Regions from separate parts of the Mus musculus genome. Here regions 1 and 2 are each linked to region 3. The links are chromatin contacts, called in public ChIA-PET and promoter capture Hi-C maps. All regions are on one chromosome and are shown on one strand. Each heading gives the region's core, a stretch centred on a gene start, on an enhancer-like site or on the middle of the called end of the contact. The rest is flanking DNA. Distances are from core to core; before and after follow the strand shown. Region 1 holds the start of Spns3 (spinster homolog 3). Region 2 holds the start of Ube2g1 (ubiquitin-conjugating enzyme E2G 1). Region 3 holds the start of Ctns (cystinosis, nephropathic).

What was found. ChIA-PET counts read pairs in DNA pulled down with a chosen protein or histone mark. Capture Hi-C pulls out chosen DNA fragments and counts their contacts.
Region 1: an RNA polymerase II ChIA-PET map of memory CD8 T cells shows a contact between it and region 3, with 5 read pairs. The contact joins the promoter of Spns3 here to the promoter of Ctns in region 3. A contact is called at or near these places in 2 of 39 promoter capture datasets (the C10 cell line and pre-B cells) and 2 of 115 datasets of contacts at active chromatin or transcription factors (large pre-B cells and memory CD8 T cells).
Region 2: a contact with region 3 is called in a promoter capture Hi-C map of liver, with 4 times the contacts expected there. The contact joins the promoter of Ube2g1 here to the promoter of Ctns in region 3. A contact is called at or near these places in 4 of 484 Hi-C or Micro-C datasets (CD4 T cells, CD8 T cells, Sertoli cells and 1 more), 2 of 115 datasets of contacts at active chromatin or transcription factors (memory CD8 T cells and pro-B cells) and 1 of 9 other capture datasets (liver).

Annotation. Positions count from the first base shown.
Region 1 is chr11:72,548,905-72,551,998 of GRCm38.p6, forward strand. Spns3 (spinster homolog 3) reads right to left here and starts at 1,342. Exons shown (of 12, transcript NM_029932.3): 1 at 1,094-1,342. The coding sequence starts at 1,304.
Region 2 is chr11:72,605,774-72,608,765 of GRCm38.p6, forward strand. Ube2g1 (ubiquitin-conjugating enzyme E2G 1) reads left to right here and starts at 1,488. Exons shown (of 6, transcript NM_025985.4): 1 at 1,488-1,862. The coding sequence starts at 1,817. It overlaps Gm51906 (a long non-coding RNA gene), which reads right to left and starts at 1,390. Exons shown (of 4, transcript XR_003949712.1): 1 at 1,168-1,390.
Region 3 is chr11:73,197,454-73,200,451 of GRCm38.p6, forward strand. Ctns (cystinosis, nephropathic) reads right to left here and starts at 1,566. Exons shown (of 11, transcript NM_031251.4): 1 at 1,465-1,566. It overlaps Shpk (sedoheptulokinase), which reads left to right and starts at 2,029. Exons shown (of 7, transcript NM_029031.3): 1 at 2,029-2,227. The coding sequence starts at 2,066.

The DNA.
Region 1 (3,094 bases), core at 92-2,591, 650 kb before region 3:
ACAAAGAAAAGAGGCTGGGTGGTTTCACCCCAGTAAGTGATCTGCAGCCTCTCCTGAATGGTCCCAAGCCAGAACAGGGCACAATGTGTGTGGGGGCAGCGGTGTGAGTGGGTGGATGGGACTGTGCTCTGCAGCAAAGGCGTTGGGTTCAGGATGGAGCTGCAGGCAAGGTTACGGAGGGCAGAGCAGCCCTCTACATCAGTTATTAGAGTGCTTATCCAGCATGCACAAAGACCCTGGGTTCAATCCCTAGAACTTCATAAAGCATTGTGGTGGCAAGCCTGTAATCCCGGCCCTAAGAAGGTGAAGGCAAGCATATCAGCAGTTCATGATTATTCTCAGTTACATAGCGAGTTTGAATCTAGCCTGAGCTCCATGAGGCCCTGCCTCAAAAAAGAAATGAAGGCTGACAAGATGGCTTAGCCTGTGAAGGCGCTTGCTGAACAAGCTTGGAAACCTTAGTTCAATATCTGAAGCTCAAATAAAAGTGAAGGAGCATGCACACACAGGCACACACACATACACACACATGTGTGCACGCACATGCATACACACTCTGTCTTTTTAAAGAAAGGGCTGAATATAAACTGATGAAGGAATGAATGGGTGACTAGATGAGAAAAGACAAGTGGAGCCCAGACACAAAGGAGTGCGTAAGTGAGAGACAGAACACAGAAGCAGGTTGTACCCTGTTTCCAATAAGAAGAAAGGCAAACTGTGCAAGGTAGGCCAGCAGCCGGCTGCCCCAGAAACAGTGCAGGCAGAGCCATTCTCACTTGGGAGCTTGGCCAAGCTGCTCTGCCCTCCGTAACCTTGCCTGCAGCTCCATCCTGAACGCAAGCAACGCCTTTGCTGCAGAGCACAGTCCCATCTACCCACTAACACCCCTGTCCCCACACACATTGTGCCCTGTTCTGGCTTGGAACCATTCAGGAGAGGCTGCAGACCACTTGCTGGGGTGAAACCACCAGAGCTGTGCTCCTAGAGAGGTACGAGGGCTTGGAAGAAGAAGGCCACCAAGGATACACAGTTGTGGGCTTTTAGAAGGGGGGTATCTGAAGATACTGCCCCACGCTACCCCTCCCATGCTCACCTGGGATGATGAACCAGTTCATGTAATTCAGAAGGTTGATGTAACAGAGAACAGCTGCAGCCAAGTAAGCTCTCCAGCGGGGCAGGCTCCAGGGGACGGGTGTGGAGGGAGGCAGACACGTACCTGAAGCCAAGGCCCCATACTGCCCACCTTGGCTCAGGCTCTGGCTCTGTGGCCCTCCTGTCTGAGGTTTGAGACACTCTGTGGACATCCCCTCAGCAGTGCTAACTGCAACTTCTCTGTCAGAACGGGTGCCGAACAAAGCTACATCAGCTTGCCACCAAGTCACTTCCTGTGGGCTCCCAGCCTCTCAACCTCAACAGGCTGCCCCTTTAACTGCCAGACACCTTATCATCGCAGGTTCCTGCTGAGCACAGCGCAGCCACACTGGTGGGATTTCATCACTCTAGGCCTCTTAGCCCTGCTGGGGTAAGACGCCATGCACTGGTGATTGGATAACTCTGTGGTCCCTCAATCTAGCCTATGGCTGCAGCAGGGGCAGTGAGGAAGAGACGCTCCTAGGACAGGAAATGAGAGGAGTGTCCCCAAGCCTTGCTCACTGCAAACTGCCCTGCCTGTGCAGAAGATGGGCCGTTAGCACAGCCATGAACCAGGTTAGATACAGGAGGGTAGGTGTTGACCAGGATGGTAAGGAAATTGCACAGAGGAACAAGATAACAGAGATATCTGAAGACATAGAGACAAGCTTATGTAAAACTAACCCATGGGGGCTGGCAAGATGGCTCAGCCTGTGAAAGTACCTGCCACCAGGCCTGCTTGACATATGTTTGATCCCCAGAGCCCATATGGTGGAAGGGGAGAACTGCACAAAGTTGTCTTCTGACCTCCAAACATAACATACACCAAGGCACACAAGTGCACGTGCAGGTACAGGAGTACTCTCTGCTCTGTCTCTGTCTGTCTGTCTGTCTGTCTGTCTGTCTGTCTCTGTCTCTCTCTCTCTCTCACACACACACACACACTTTCACTCACATCCATACAGACACAGAATAAATAAATTTTATCAACAAGGAATAAGTCTAGGGAGATGTTCTCAGGGGAGCTGTAGAAATTGATTGCCAGTTGCAAGGGTAGAAAAAGTACAAATACACAAAGCCATCAGTGATGGCCCACACCTGTAATTCCAGCACTTGGGAGGTGGAGCTAAGACTATCAGGAGTTCAAGTTCACCATCCCTAGCTACATGGTGAGTTTAAAGCCAGCCTGGGCTACATGAGACCCTATCTCAAAACAAAACAACATTAAAAAAGAGTAACCATACAGGCCAATGAGATGGCTCAGCAGGTAAAGGCACTTGCTGTGTAAGGCTGACAGCCCAAGTTCAATCCCAATCCCAGGTAAAGATGGAAACTAACTCCACAAAGTTGTCCTCTGATCTCTATACATGTGTCATGGTACATGTGTCTCCACACACATCATGCACACGCACACAATATATTTTAAAAGTATTTAACAGCCAGGCATAATGGTCCATGCCCTTAATTCCATTTAATTCCAGCACTTGGAAACATAGGCAGGCAACTGTCTGTGGCCAGCCTGATCATGATCCACAGACAGAGAGGTCCAAGTCAGTCCAGTCTATGTAGTGAGAAGACACTGTCTCAGAGCCAGGGGTGGGGGCTGGAGGGTGCTGTGGGGTGTTGGGCAGAGATCTGACAGTTATGTGCAACCACCGCCTTTGCCTGGCATCTGTACCGAAGGGGAAATGCACAGTGCCAGATGCCAGATGAATGGATAAAATTAGAGTACAGAAAGTAGATCAGGAAAAAACTTCACAGCTGTCCGATGCGCTCAGGTGCCAAGCATTAGTTATGTAAACAAATGCCCTTGATCTGAAGTGTCTGCGGGCTGCAGTGTCTACGATTTACTCTTTCAAGTGGTGCTGGAAAACATTAATAGATCCTAGAGTTAGTAAGCAAACAGGGGTGAAGGTTGAGGCACAGAAAGATGGCTCAGTGGGGTTAAGGGTGATTGCCACCA
Region 2 (2,992 bases), core at 238-2,737, 590 kb before region 3:
GAGTTCGAACCTGCAACCTGGTCTGCAGAGGGGTTCCAGGACAGCTAGGGCTATACAGAGAAACTCTGTCTCAAAAAACCAAAACCAACCAACCAAAACAAACAAACAAACAAGCAAAACAACTACAAAAAACCAACCCCTCCCCTATCCCAACCATAAAGCTGGATTAGTCCCTAGGTGGGCAGTATTTCAAAATGGCAGATTCACTCAATGTTTGTTTCTTTGGTCTGGTGGGACAGTGCTAGGGAGGTAAGCCAGGGCCTTGTGCCTGCTTGCCCAGTAATTTTTATTACATGCCTAACGGAATCTGCTCCTCTTGTTCACTTTACTTGGAGTTCACAGAAGCTTCATGCTTTTGTGGGTAGAAATGGACCTGATTTCCTATGCACAGTTTTTGTTTTCTACAGTCCAGGTACAGGGAAGTAGGGATTGAACAAACACTTATTGAAAGAACAAGCAAGGGGCTGGAGAGATGGCTTAGCGGTTAAGAACACTGGCTGATTTCCCAAAGGTCCTGAGTTCAATTCTCAGCAACATGGTGGCTCACAACCATCAGTAATGGGATCCTATGACCTCTCTTGGTGTGTCTGAAGAGAACAACAGTGTAGTCATATACATAAGTAAATAAATCTTTAAAAGAAAGAAAGAAGAAACAAAATTGAGTGTCAATGTTACTTTTCCCCCTTCCCTTTTTTGTTTCTTTATTGCTACAGTGTTGACAAAGCACTCAACTGGGAAATGGGCAAGGAGGTTGGATAAGGTTGACTTTTCCTAATCTCGGCTTTCACACTTGGACTTTACATAGTAGGTGCCTTTTCTAGAGGAGTCTGATCTATTATGGATCCTCATCCCCAGACGGAGATTGGGTATCACTGTGCAGCGAAGGGGACCTGGGTCTTCTAATCCTCAGCCTCAAGTGTTGAGATTACAGGAGAATACCACCTGAATCCGAACCATTTATCAGGTTGTGCTAATCACAACTCTGCACTTTACTCAGTCTTACTATTTACTTAAACGTTTTCTGCTATGAGACTCATAACATTTTTATTTCAAGGACCATTCTGTGCATTCTTTATGAATTATCACCATGCACTCTATTTTGCGGCTGCTTAAAATGGTGCACACCAGTACTAAATTCGGCTTTGTAACAATGACTAATTCGCACACCTCCGATGTAGTGTTGGATGGCTGCTGGGTCCTCGCCAACATCTACCACTTCTGGTCCCATCACGCTTAGACCTCCTGCTTATACCGGGAGGCAGCGTCCTGACCCTCCGCGACCTCTTTGTCATGGCGTCCGCGGGGCGTCTACCAGCCGACGCTTCCGCAGCTGGGCGGGCGTGGACCTTCCCAAGATGGCGGGGCTGAGCCCACTGCGCGCGGTGGGCGGGGTTCCACCGCCGGAGGCGGGGCAGCAGGGCCGAGGGGTCGGGCTAGCAGGAGTGCTGCTTCTGAAGGAGGCAGGCTCAGCGCGCTTGCGCGGAGCGGCCCTGCGCGCAGTGAGGCAGTGGCGGGGGAAGGCACCGGTGGGGCCGACGGGCGGGCAGAGGAGGGAAGCGGGCGAGCGAAGTCCCAGTGCGCGCCGCGGCGGCCCGGGTACCCTCCCCTTCCGGGCGTGAGGCGCTGAGCGAGGAAAGCCGAGCGGAGCGGACTCGCATAGGCGGCGAGGTGCTTCTCGGGTCTCCCAAGACCGGCCTCCCCGCGGCTTCGGCGCTCCGGTCCGGGTTCCTCAACACACATCTAGCTCCAGGCACCGGCAGAGCTTGTCGCCAGTCCGTCGAAGTCCCGGTGGCGGCCCGGGCTCTCGGTGGGGAGGATGACGGAGCTGCAGTCGGCGCTGCTACTGCGAAGACAGCTGGCAGGTGAGCGGCGGGGCGCCGGGCCGCGATCGCGGACTGCCGAGCCACTCGCCTCCTCTCGCCCGCTCGGAGGCTGGGTGGTGGCGGGCCGCGAGGGTGGGAGCCCGCGAGTCGCGGCGAGCTGGCGACACTCCTGGCCCGGCTGTGGAGGGTGTTGGGGGCGGGGACGCTCCCCAGCCTCGCCCTCGGACGGGCCGGACGCCCTGGGCGGCTGCCCCCTCCCCCACGGCACTGGGGCGTTGCGGGGGAGGGGCGTGGGTCCCGGTCGGGCCGACCCTCCCTGAGGGGCGGATCCCGGGCTCAGGTGCGGCGGAGGCCGCGGAACCTCGGGGACCCCGGGAGCTTGCGGGGTCCCCGCGCGGCTGTGAGTCCGAGCCGTGTCGGGGGCCGGAGAGGGGAGGCGCGCCAAACTTCTGGCCCGGCAGCGCGGGGTTCGCGGAGTTAGGGCAGACAACAAAAGCGACGGCGGGGCTGGCCCGGGTGCTGACGCGGGGCACCGGGGGGCTCGGCGGGGAGCGCGACTCCGCTTCGCCTGCCTCCGCCTGGCACGAGCTCGGGCTGCGCCGCCCGTCTGGGGGAGGGTGGGCGCGGGCGCTGGGGAGAGCGGCTCGCTGGCCGGCCCGGGCTTTGTGCTCCGTGGGCACGGCTCGGGCTCCTTCGCGCAGGCTCGCGGCCACCGGGCTGCGGCCCGCCTTAGGCTCTGGCCAGGGGCGGCGGCTCAGTGCCTCCCCCGTGGAGTCTCTGTCCCCCTCCCCCATTGTCCCGGCCTCTGGCCGTTTGCGGCTTCCAGGTTGACTTTTTAGGGGGTTGGCTCCTACTCTGCTAGGACTGTGTGAGCGGAGCATGCGCGCTGGAGGCGTACGTGTGCGGAGTGGAAGGGGGGGAGGGAGGAGGCGGGTTGGTGCCTTCACAATGCCGCCCCACGTGCTGCCAGATTTAAAGAGAAATGAACCGGTAGTTAGCCCTGCTGTCCTACGCCAAGCGTGTGCCTGGCTTGGTTCAGGCGACTTCACCCCTCCTCAACCTGTAGCCAGTCCTCTCCCCCCACCCCCCTTTTAAACTTTCTGAAAGCCGGAATGTTGATAAATGAAATAGATTTCTATGAGTTTGAGGTGTCAGCTAAATCACCTTTA
Region 3 (2,998 bases), core at 316-2,815:
AAGACAAAGTTACAAGACTTGCCATGCCCATCTTCTGGTGTGTGTGTGTGTGTGTGTGTTTACCATCTTCTACACCTCAATCAGATGGCACACTTTTAAGAGCCTCTACTATCCCCCACAAGAGATCTCCTGTGGCAGCTTCCCTTAGTCAGGTGTCTGAGGTAGTCCTGCTCTTGGTCCATAACCTGGAGCTTCCTCTGTGGGAAAACTGTTAATTAAGGTGGAGGTCCACCATGACTGCATAGCCCATGGGTTCGGCATAAGTGGAACTTCTCATCCTCTGACCTTGTCTGGGGAATTCGAAGCCCCAACACAGGCCTCTACCTGATGACTGTCACATAGCCTTAGCAAGATTCCTTCCTAAGGATCAATTCCCTTCCTTTTCATAAGAACCTGTTCGGTGAGCACCTGAGATTCCCGAAATGCTTCCCCATGCTAATGGGGCATTTCAGTACCTCAAGCCCTCAGCCAATGACCTTTGACTATCCTGGATGTTCCTACCTTCAGTCCCCCAAACTTTATAAGCTCGTCTTGGAGTGGTCATTCACCATACCCACTCACAGGGCTTCCAAAACCATGCCCACCACTCTTTGTCTCTGCTCCCACTGCCCCCTGTCCCCCGTGGACCTAATTGGCCATAATCCATGAGAGTGGGGAGACCCACATTCCTCAAGGGATAGTACAGATTGGACAAGGAATATGTTCCCTGGAGATGAACTATCTAGGTCCCAGGTTTCCCATTTACTTGTATGATTCTGGAATACTTATTAACCTATGTTTCTTAATGGGGAAACAGGGACAGTGGTAGTTACACCACAGGATTATAGTGAGATGAAATACAAGGCATACATTCTCAAAGGGGCTAAAATAGGCTCTGGAGGTCTGAAAAAATAGCTGTAATAATTGCTTATCTCTCTCCCAAACGTCATAATAAAAAAAAATAGAGCTTACCAGCTGTATTAAAAGTTTGAGGTGGATTGGTAAGATAACAAAAAGTTGAGAAACAATGAGGTAATGTTATTACTATTACCACCCAGGGCTCCCAGCAAGCTCTCACAGAGCATAGATTGTTATTTTCCTCAATATTATTGAAAAAGGCAAGATCCAGGTACCCTCTCATTCTCTGGGAGAATCAACACGAGCTCCTGGAATGGTCCTAGCAGAATTTACCCCCAACCCCAAGTTACCTACCTGCACATTCCTAAGCCAGATTCAGGCGGCGCCACATACTGAATAGTGCCACCAACACCAGCTGTCAGTCGGTGTCCGTGCTTTTGCTCACCAACACCCTGGCCCTAAAACCTAGAGATGTGCGGGCCTGGGTTGGGGCCAGAAGCTAGAAACCCAGGCGCTGCCCCTCTGGTAGCGTAGGTTGCCCCTCTGAGGTGCGGGGCTAATGTCTGTTGGGGTGGGTGGTGTCATACCAGAAAAGGGGGTAGCTGTCCCGGTCGCGATGGTTCTCACCTGACAGCTTCCCAGGCTTGGTGGACAGACCTCACCAAAAGCAACAATCTCGCACCAGAAACCGCTTAGGAGTGTAAGGACTCTCTGAGCTCCGCCGACTTTGTGTGAAAGAGGGGCCAGCTGTCACCTGACCTGAACCACCTGACTTGAAGCCGCGAGCCCTGTGCAAGGAGCTCTGGAAGTTGTAGTTTTCACGAATACAGGAGGATAACGCTTGGTAGGGGTGAGGGAAGGGTGGAAGGGCGGAAGAGCATAGGCACCTTGGCAGGGACAGGGGCTCGGATGTGAGGGGCGATCTAGTCTCTTGTAGGGGAAGCAGGGTTCTCGAAGTCTCTGTTGTCTCCTTGAAGCCCTGTGCTCCCTGGTGAAGACCCTGGGACCCCAGGCACTGTCCCGGAACCTCTGACCAATAGATCCCGCCTTCTGTCGTCTCTCCACCTATCACCGGAGGCCGCTGTGGGGAGCGCGTGGTGTTTGCTTTCCTCGACCAATAGAAGTGGTTAAAAGATTGACAAGGAAGCTCCGCCCCCTTACTGCCCTCCAGAGTGAAGTGTTCCCCGGCGTGCGGTTCAAGCCACCGAGCTGTGCTGTCACCACTGCCATGGCTTCGCGACCTGTCACTCTCGGTATCGACTTGGGCACCACGTCCGTGAAGGCCGCCCTATTGGAGGCTGCACCCAGCCTCCCATCCGGGTTCGTGGTGCTGGCGAGCTGCGCCCGGGCTGCGAGGGCAGAGACTGAGAGCGCGGTGGCCGGGCCCCAGGTGAGGCAGAGCCCTGGAGCTGCCGCCCCGGGACGACCCTGGGGGCATCTCGGGCAACACCTTCCCGCGAAGAAGTACCCGTGATTGCCCAGTCTGTCGGACCTCCAAGGCCTGCTGCCCTTTCCTCTAGGGCTTCAAAGCCTGCTGCAGCTCAAGCTAAGCCGTTAGATTTTGCCCAGGGAGCTTTCCCACCTGCTGGCACCGATCTTCCCGCTCTCCGGCTTTTCTGGGGCCCCTGACCATGGCGCTGGATCCCTCTACTATCCGCCCATCACTTTTTGTACTTTGCGCCGAGAGGACTTGCTTTCAAAGTGATAACCACAGGCCTGACTATCACGCTCGCCACTCATGACCCTGTGCCCTCTAGTTCAGGCATCATTTCCGACCCCACCCCCTAGGCAGGTTGTGCTCTGGAAATGAGACGTAGCGTTAGGCTTACCTCATGCCTTTGAAGTTCAAGTAAACTGATAATTTCACTTGGTTACTCAAAGAATTCCAGCCCCTGCTGAGCATCTCTGGAGGAAAGTTGTCAGAGCAGGTGGGGAGACACTGAGATAAGCTGATGAACATTTTAGAAAAGAATCAGACTGATGATTATACGCTGCAACCACTGGCTTTTGAAAACTAGAAGATAGAAAAGTACATCTCCAGGGGTCCACAGGATGGCTCAGCAGTAATAGCAATTGCTGAGTGAGCCTGGTCACCTGAATTCTACCTTCAGAACCTACCATGGAAGGAAAGAACTGACTTTTGAAAAGCTGCCCCCTGACT